2 separate regions of the Mus musculus genome follow, and region 1 is linked to region 2. A link is a contact called in public HiChIP or PLAC-seq data. All regions are on one chromosome and are shown on one strand. Each heading gives the region's core, a stretch centred on a gene start, on an enhancer-like site or on the middle of the called end of the contact. The rest is flanking DNA. Distances are from core to core; before and after follow the strand shown. Region 1 has its middle 100 kb from the start of Mir6354. Region 2 overlaps Gm39696 (a long non-coding RNA gene).

Evidence for each region. HiChIP or PLAC-seq counts read pairs in DNA pulled down with a chosen protein or histone mark.
Region 1: an H3K4me3 HiChIP or PLAC-seq map of embryonic basal ganglia shows a contact between it and region 2, with 3 times the contacts expected there. The contact joins two enhancer-like sites. A contact is called at or near these places in 1 of 115 datasets of contacts at active chromatin or transcription factors (embryonic basal ganglia) and 1 of 9 other capture datasets (embryonic trunk).

What each region holds. Positions count from the first base shown.
Region 1 is chr1:168,915,861-168,920,567 of GRCm38.p6, reverse strand. No RefSeq gene overlaps it. Among named protein-coding and RNA genes, the nearest start is that of Mir6354, 100 kb to the left of the region's middle. Within about 2 kb of position 1,642, at least 2 of the 459 cell types and tissues checked have an H3K27ac peak or open chromatin away from gene starts, as enhancers often do. A contact at or near this core is called in embryonic basal ganglia, where this site is marked.
Region 2 is chr1:168,471,573-168,476,309 of GRCm38.p6, reverse strand. Gm39696 (a long non-coding RNA gene) reads left to right here. Exons shown (of 3, transcript XR_865718.1): 3 at 479-676. Among named protein-coding and RNA genes, the nearest start is that of Mir6348, 17 kb to the left of the region's middle. Within about 2 kb of position 2,464, at least 49 of the 459 cell types and tissues checked have an H3K27ac peak or open chromatin away from gene starts, as enhancers often do. A contact at or near this core is called in embryonic basal ganglia, where this site is marked.

The sequences.
Region 1 (4,707 bases), core at 393-2,892, 450 kb before region 2:
CTGAAGAAGGCATGTGAGTATGGAGTGGCTATGTGGTAATATACACTTTGATGGTAATAGACTCTTCACTGAACCCACCCTGCGGATTTAGCTCTGTAACACAGAGACCTTGTCTGACTCTTACTCTACTTGCCCATTCACTCATGTATTACATAATTCTGTCCTTACTACCATATTCACCATGGCCCTATCATACCAAAGGAGCCACATACAACAGAAATCAGTTAAATAATCTCACAATTTTAAAGGATTCATCTTTAACAAAGGGAATTAACTAAAGAGCAAGCTTTATCACCTAGCAATAAAAAGAATAAATAACATGAAGGGCACATCTGTACTCATCCTGGGAGTGGACAAAGAAGGGTCTTTAAAGAACATGATGTCCAATCAAATTGAGTCTTACTTTGTGAAGTGTAGATCCTTAATAGGGTTCCATATGAATTTGGATACATGTGGGATTTGCTTCAGTTTCTGCATATAGTTGCTACTGGAATCAACACTAGTGCTTGTCTATGTTCAATATTTGGGAAACTCATCTCCTTTTATATCACTGACTTTCACTTTATTCTGTACCCTTGAGTCGTTTCACTCTCCGCTGAACCTGAGCTGGAGCCCATCTGTAGCTTTAATGTAAACATACTTTTGAATACTTTACTGGGTTCTTTTCCCTACCACCCTTCTCCACCCTTATCCCTAAACACTGGGTAGGAGAGAAAGTTTAGAGGGGAAAGTGGAAGTCAATATCATTAGACTACTTTCTGCTGATTAGGGGTGTTCAGTTCCTTGGAGGCAAGTCCAATGTTCATCATGAAGATACATTCAACCAGCAATCAGCAACCAACAACAGCAGCAAGAGCAGGGACAGCAGGGACAGCAGCGGCAGTGGAGCTGCAGCCTCTCTCAGGGCTCTGGCATTCTTCACCCTCTCAGAATTCCCAGAATTCCAAATGTCAACTATCTTTAGCTGGCAAAATCATACCCCTGCCAGAGCATAAGACAAATCACAGTTAGCTGCTGTGGACAATTGGAAGCGTCCTCATATCAATATCCCATACCTGGGATAAAAGCATAACAAAGACATCACATGATATTTTTGTATTTTAAAAGAAACCAAAAATCACCACTGTACCAGAACATCCATTTAATAACTCTCAAAAAACTGTCCTTATGTGGTCACACTCCAGAATATCAACAAGGGGGTAGAGAGTAAGTCTAGTGTACCATTCTCTCCAGATGCTCGATGGCAGCTGGATAGTTTCTAAGTCAGCCATCCATAAATTGTTTCATTCAAAATATTGTCTATCCAGTACCACAGTTTTAAAGATGTTCTTTTCTTCAAAGCCCCCTTTTCTGAGAATGGTGTGCATATCTATTACAACAGAAGTAATAGTGGAATAGGAAGCAGGCAAAGTGAGGAAGCTGTCAGCAGTAAGAACAAGATGCCTCGTTGAGTCAAAAATAGGGAAACTTGGGAGATAGACAACATAGGAAAATCATTGCCTAATGGTCACTTTGCTCTCTCGTCTTTGAAAATGGCAGCTTCAAGTTCTATTCAAATGGTGTGCGGGCTTTCATGGCTGTCATCAATTTGCTATCACTACCGCCTTTAAGTGACGTGATCACTGATCATTACAATTAGTGCCCATTAGTATAGAGCAAAATTAGAGTTTCAGTCATATAGAATTGCCCATTATGTCCATAAAATACACAAAGTTCATCACTTACGATTATCATTACCATAACGAATTCAAAGGGAATTATGAAGGACCTGTCACTTTATAATGGTGCCACATGTGAATACCAGAGATGACAGAGCAACTGTCAAAGCTCAATATTCTGATACAGGCCACATTTTAAATGTACAAGATGAAGAATTCGGATAAAAAGTGTTTACTGCATACGAGCATTGAGAGGACACATAGAAAAGAAAATTGTTGAAGAATAAAATTAGTAAGAATGTATTTGATAAAGCTGTGTTTTTAATAGGCACGTGCCCCTGGGTCTTTGTTTAAATGTATAAGCTATTCAGAGTGGAAGTGCAGAGTTATAAAGGACCAATGTGAGTGCAATTTTTACCCTGACATTTTAATTACAGTAGAAATTGGCCAATTGTAATATTCTTGGTGATAATGATTGTTAACAATCAGAGCTAAATGAAGGCATTTTAAACTGAAGTCTGAGACTTCAAAAGATATGTGCTGCTTGTATAAAGCTCCATCTTTGATCTTAGTGCAGTGGCCTTGAGCTTAGAATCTGCTAGGAGGAGAAGAGCAGAAAGATGGAAGGGACCTAAATCATCCATAATTGTCCAGCTCTCTTTCCCCTCCTGCACCACCAAATGTAAATGATAAGATCAATCACTAAAAGTATGTGTAATATAAAAAAGTCCACTTTGTGGACCTCAGTAACTACTGAACATTATTTATGTTGCCACAAGATGACACCAACTCAGTATATATTTCAGACATTTGAATAAAGCACTTGCTCTTCAAAATCATGAGCCTAGGTATAGCAGTAGTAAAAAATAGTTTCTGTCCTATTCCTTTGCCCACATTATTTTAACAGCTCCTGGTGTCTCTTTTCTACCATTCCTGGCACAAGTAAAACTATTGGTGGACCCCAGCAGTTCTCAACCTGTGGGGGGAAATCACACATCAGGTATCCTGCATATCAGATATTTACATTACAATTCATAACAGAAGTAAAAGTACAGTTGTGAAGGTCAATGGATTACTTTTGGAGGAACTGTATTAAAGGCTCCAGCATTAGGAAGGTTGAGAACCGCTACAGTACTCATTCTCCATATACTTATTCTCAGTATGCTCGCTCAGTATTTCAAGAGTCACATGATTATATTACAACACTTTCCTTTGCTCACACTATTCATACCATATTACATATCTTCTTTCATATTGTCTTAGAATATATTTCATAACGTGGATGGATTTTAGTATACTGTTCATTCATAAACATTTATATTATTAGACTACATTTGTATTAATTAAATTAAACCAAACAATGACACTTTTTTTGTTGCTACTGGTATTTTCTCCCTTTTCTCTCTTTTCTTTTTTCTTTTTATTTATTCTTCTTTTGTACAATACATTCCAACTGCAATTCCAACTCCCTCCACTTCTTCCAGTTTCCCCTCCCCTTCCTCTCTTCCCCAGATCCACTGATCCTCCATTAACCTTTGAAACAGAGCAGTCCTTCCAGGGGTATCAACTGAACATAGCATTAGAAGACACATTAACACTAGGCACAAACCCTCATATCAAGGCTGGACATGGTGACCTAGTAGGATGAAAAGGATTCCCCAAAACAGGAAAGGGAGTCAGAGACATCCCCATTCCCATTGTTCAGAGTCCCACAAAAACCCAGGTTAAACAATCATAACATATATGCAGAGAATATAGTGGAGATCCATGCAGGCTCCATGATTACTGCTACAGTCCTATGAGCCACTGTGAGCCCTGGTTAGTTGAGTCTCCAGGCCGTATTCTACCTGTGTCCCACAATCCTTCCAATTCTTGGTTTTTTGGGAATTCTCCAAGCTCTACCTAATATTAGCCCTCATCAACTGCTTGAGGAAGCCTCTCTGAGGATGATTGGGCTAGGCACCGATGGATGGGTGTATTTTAATATCGTTAGGAATTATTTGATTAACTATTTTCCAGTTGTGTTTGGTTCTACCCTAGGTCTCTGGACTATCCATCTACCAATTCCTAGCCATACAGCAGTGTCAGACCCGAAGTGTGGCCCTCAACTTAAACAAGTCTTTGGTTGGTCATTATCACAAGTTCTGGGCCACCATTGCTCCAGCACGTCTTGCAGGACCCTAATTCCAGAATTTGGGAGGTAATGACAGGAACATAAGGAGTTTAAGATCATCCTCAGTTAGAGTGAGGATGCTTTAAATAGCCTTTTATATTTGTCTATTTGTAGATATTTAGTATGATGCATTTATTTGCTCAAACTAAATCTTAAAGTATTTAATACAATTTATATTTCTGACAGTATATAACAACACATGAACATTCTTAGATCCTTGTCAAAAATTCTGAAAAGTGGCATTTTATTTTAATGTCTTAGTTTTGAAATCATGAGAGAAGTTTATCATTTCTACATACAGATATTAGCAATTTACATATCTTTATGTTTTTTGTGTTTTAAGCATTATGATCTGTGGGACTGGTGACAATTCTCTTTTTCTCTTCAACAGTTTTATCAGGGTACCACGTCTAAAATAATACAATATTTTTTCATCTAAAATGTGACTTCATTAGTTTTGGTATATTCACAATTCTATAATAATCACAATCTAACTATATACTCTTTTCTGTTTTAAAAATATTTTTTAATTCTGTCTTTCTGTCTCTCTGTCTCTCTCTCCCCGTGTGTGTGTGTGTGTGTGTGTGTGTGTGTGTGTGTGTGTGTGTGTGTCTGTGTGTCTGTGTGTGCACATGAGTGCACGTGTCTGCAGAGGATGACTGATGTAGGCAGACTGTCCTGGAGCTTGAGTTACAGGCATCTATTAGTTGCCTGGTGAGGGTTTTTGGAAACAAACTGAGTCTTATGTGCTCTTAACCTCTGACCCATCTCTTGTCACAAACCTTCTATGAGTTCAACACCTACCACAGGAATCACATGAACATAAGTAGTCATTACCTGTTCTTTATACCATCACTAGCCCAGGTGCTTATTTGC
Region 2 (4,737 bases), core at 1,215-3,714:
CGGCCCAGTGCTACAGGAGACTCCAGCATTCAGAGGGGCCAATCCGGGGTACACAGAAAGGACCTATGAATTTCAGACCCTCGCCGGTCAGACACATACATGTAGGCATTGCACGGAAGTCGCTCCAGTCAGCTGTTCTCTGTGGGTGGATGGGAACCCTTTGCTGGACCTTGGTTTGGTCTTTGCAGATTGAGGAAGTGCCTGTAAAGTCCTTGAGGGGAGGCCCGCTGCAAGCATGTTTACTGCTGCGTTATTACAGACAGTGCTGCGGAGCCCCCCACACGGCATCAAGCCATTTGCTAGATTGGATGCCACTTTCGGTGACAGGTCAGGGAAAGACACTGGATTTGATGCAGACTGACAGGTCCGTAAATTTGGTTTCTAATTTTATGTATTTATTTCTTTTAAAGAAAAGAGGGAGAGAGGGAATACTCAGAGCCATGAAATCATTAAAACCAATTCCCTTCCTCTCCCCCAGCCCTCCCTCTCTGGAGAATGTGTGTGAAACAATCTTCGCAGCTCCTGAGCCCTCCGATGGTATCGATCCAGATGTGGAAATTGGTATTGACTGCAGCTGCTGCTCAGCGCACTTCCCCGGCTTTTAAAGACACAGCGTATAGGTGATTTCACTTTGCACAGGACACAGCTCGGGAGACATTTGCTGATCCAAACTAAATAATACAAATTAAAAAATTGGGTTCTGCGTCTTGCATTCTCCATTAAGCCGCATGGGAACCGGAAGAGCTCTGGAGCAGCTGGCAAGGCAAAGGACCCACGGGCGGGCGGGCGGGCGGGCGGGTTGGCTCTTTCCCAAGCAAGGAAGGAAGGTTTCCTTTGCATTCTGCGTCCATCCTGATTCCTGGGCGAGGCCTAAGTGCAAAGAACCTGGACATGTGATGGCGAGTGCTGGTTGGAGATGCTGTGTTAATCCTCTATTGCCACCCTTAACAGTTATCACAGACAATGGTGTCAAGACAGGCATATCTATGGTGTTTGGATCCAGAAGTGTAGGATGAGGCACACCAGATGAAAATATAGCATCAACAGCTTTTGCTCGCTACTCTTCCAGATTCTTAGAAGAATTCAGTTCCTCACCACTTGGGTCTGGTACCCCAGCCTTAGGAGACTACTTAAACTTCTTGGCTTATAGCAGCTTTCTCCATCTTCAAAGCCAGTATGTCATATCACTCCAAACCACTCTTTTACCTTAATTTACATTTTTTAAGATTCATATGGTTAGGCGGGAGTAAGCAGAATAATCCAGAACTTGTCTCCCCATCAAGGACTTTCAATTTAGCCAAGTCCTAAAAGTCATTTGGAAGGTGACATAGTCAAAGGTTCTGGCAGTTAGAACGCGGGCATGCTTATGGAAGCAGTCCTCTATTCTAATGTCATCCCAGTCCCCACACAGTCTGGCATCATTTAAAGATTAAAAAGTGGGCATTTGCTTTTGCCTATGTGTGTGTACATGCTCCTGTGTGTACATGTTCATGTGTGTGCTCATGAGCACACATGCACTTATGTGCACATGAAGGACAGAAGGTGGTGCATACTCTACCTCAATCATGTTCATCCTAGTGTTGGAAGGAGGGCCTCTCACTGAGCCTGGATCTCAGTGCTTGTCTAGGCTATTGTCCAGCAAGTCATGGGCATATCTCCTGTCCTTACCTCCCCCTGGGACTACAAGCGCATCCTCCTGAACTTAGACCTTATTCCTGAGGGAACCAGAGATCAACCTCAGACCCTCGTGCTTAGACAGCATACACATTGCTGAATATGTCATCTCTCCAGCACTGGATATTTGATTTTCAGCAATGGACAAGAACGTCACTCATGTACGATCAACCTTCATGGTAGATAAGCATTCCCACCATGATTCAACTGTCTAGCCATTTATGATACCATCCAGCAGTCTGGGTGCTCCAGAGACAAGCCCTTTAGAAAAAAGTTACGGAATGCTAACACAGGGTTAATTCAGGTAGCCATGATGGTCTGCATGAAGGAGCCTGAGACCTCAGAAAAGAGTTGTGCAAATAAGTAATTGCCATCCCCGGAATTACTGACTCCACCCCTGCCCCACCCCCATCTGGTCCTTTAAGAGAAGACACTTTCAGTCTTATTTTCTAGACTAATACATCTATATTTGAAACCAGCTCAGCCATTGCCTAGCCTCACAATGGCAGCTAAGAAACCTGACAGAGGTGTCAAGGGCACACTGTTGCTTCCTTACAGGAGACCGTGTGCCCTTGGCAGATGTTTCTCGCACCTATATCTACTGCTCCACTCCTGAAAGCCATCCTGTCTGCATTCTTGAAGGGTCAGCCAAGACGGCAGCCTCAGCTGGACCATAAGTCCAGTCTAGGGCACCTCTATTTCCCTGTTGCTTCTGCCTACAGACAAGCTCGTCTGCTTGCGGCCCATCGCAGGGGAAGGGGCCCCTTTGCTGAGAGGCTGTCAGCCTGAATGGCTAATTGAGACCTCCCTTGTGCTGAGCTGGTGCAGATGGTCATGAATGAAGCACTGTTAGACAAGGAAGGAGGCAAGGCATCATGAATATTTAATCAGATATAAGTAAATATTAATGAAACAATTGTACCTTTAAATGGTTAAAGGACTTTCCATGTTCCAGTTCATTTTTATTCCAATGTGCCTACACATGCATACACACACACAAACGCATACACACACACACACACACACACACACACACACACACACAAATGCACACACACACACAATATACATTTTTGCCTCTGAGCTAGTAAGTTCCAGTTTGGCCTTCTAAATGTAAGAATCCCCATTATTCTAAATCTAAGCCTCCCTGAATTCATTCCTGAAGTTGAAAAAGCCGATTCCGCCCTGAAATGTAGACTTCACAACTTTCTGGAATTCCAATGACACGCCTGAGTCTTGTCTACTCTGATTTCATGGCACGAAGCCACGCATGCCATGGGGAGGCAGGGAACCTTCACTTGAGCTCATGTGTGGTAATTGCTTTATTCTGCATGAACTCGCTCTAATTCTCCCCCAAAACAAGAGAGAGGCTTAATCTTGCAATATTAATGACTGAATCATTTACTCCTCTGCCTGGATGTTTTCAGGAACGTTTTCCTCTGGTTACCCTCCTCACTCTGTATCAAAACATCAGTGAGTTCCCTGCCTTTATTGCTCAATACCGTCTGCATATCCTCTCTTTTGAAAAGGGAATGCTAAGAGGGAAGATTCCTTAACACTTTTAGTTTACTCAGTACAAATTATGAGACTTATTAATCCCTGAGACTTATTTTGTCTATCCTTCCTCTTGATTGCCTCACAGTGGAATTTTGTCTTCTTTGGTTAATGTCCAGTTTTTCCTTTGGTAATTGGTTCTTTAATTGCTGAATATTAACTTTTTTAACCCCTCTTTTTCCAGTCCCATGTTGAACCACAACATCATCATGCCCTTCACATGACTGAGGTACCCAGCATCTCCTGCCTGACCTCAGAAACAAGGTCTCCCGTTTCCCTCTCGGTCCTGATAGCCTCAGCAGGATCTTTGTCCACAATTGAAATGTTCTGCTCTTTCACCTAAATTTCATGATCATGGTCATCTGGGCTGTTTTCAGACTGCTCACCCCAGCTAGTGTGCAAACAACCACACCCTGTTTCATAATCGAGATAAAATAATTCAATCAGAGAAGCAAATGGACCCTTTCCACAGGCAAAGCCAATGGATTCTGAACCTAACGTTTTAATAAATTCAAGTAATTCATCTTTGAATCCTTTTTGCAAACAAGAAATCTCTGAATTCCACAATCATGCTTTATAAGACATATAAACTTCATGTCTTTCCAACTGAATTTAAAACCAACATTTAATAAGTCTTTGAATCTTCTTTGCAAACAAGAAATCTCTGAATTCCATAATTGTGTTTCACAAGTCATATAAACTTTATGTCTGTCTTTCCAAGGCCTTGGCACAACTTCTCTTCATCTTTTTATTTATTTTTCTTTTTTGAAATTATAATATAATTACATCATTTTCCTCCTCCCTTTTTTTCCCCTCTGAACCACCTTCCATGGCTCTTTCAAATTCATGACTTCTTTTCCTTGAACTGTTGTTAAAATGTGTGCCTCTAAATATATAAATACCCACTGCTCTGTCTATAGAGTGTTACTTGTATACCTGCTTTCAAAGCTGACCATTTAGTTCTAGATATCCAATCGGTCAGCTCTTCCCTGAGGAAGACCATTTCTCCCCCTCTCAGAATTCCTTCGTTACCTGTAAATCTTTGCTTAGGGTTGAAGCCTCAAAAGCTCGCCACTTCCGGTTATTAGCATGTCTATTGGTGTGCTTTTGCTACAGGTTATATTTAGGCAGCCATGTTGGTCAGAGTTCATAGTAAGTTCTCTTTCTAAAAAAACATAATTTAAAAGAAGAAAAAAAGGAGGGAGGGAGGGAGGATTAGTTATAATGATCATCAGATCGAGAACGTTTGTAAAATTGTTTTTAGGCCTGTTGTATACATACCTTTGGCTCCAGCACTTGGGAGGCAGAGGCAGGCAAATCTCTTGAGTTCAAGGCCAGCCTGGTGTATAGAGCAAGTTCCAGTTCAGCCAGGGCTACACAGAGAAACCCTGTCTCAAAAAAAAAAAAAAAAAAAAACTAAAACAAAATTTGTTCTACTTTTTCTTTTTTAATTTATATGTGTGAATGAGCACATGAGTGCAATTGCTCTCTGAGGCCAAAGGAAGCCAT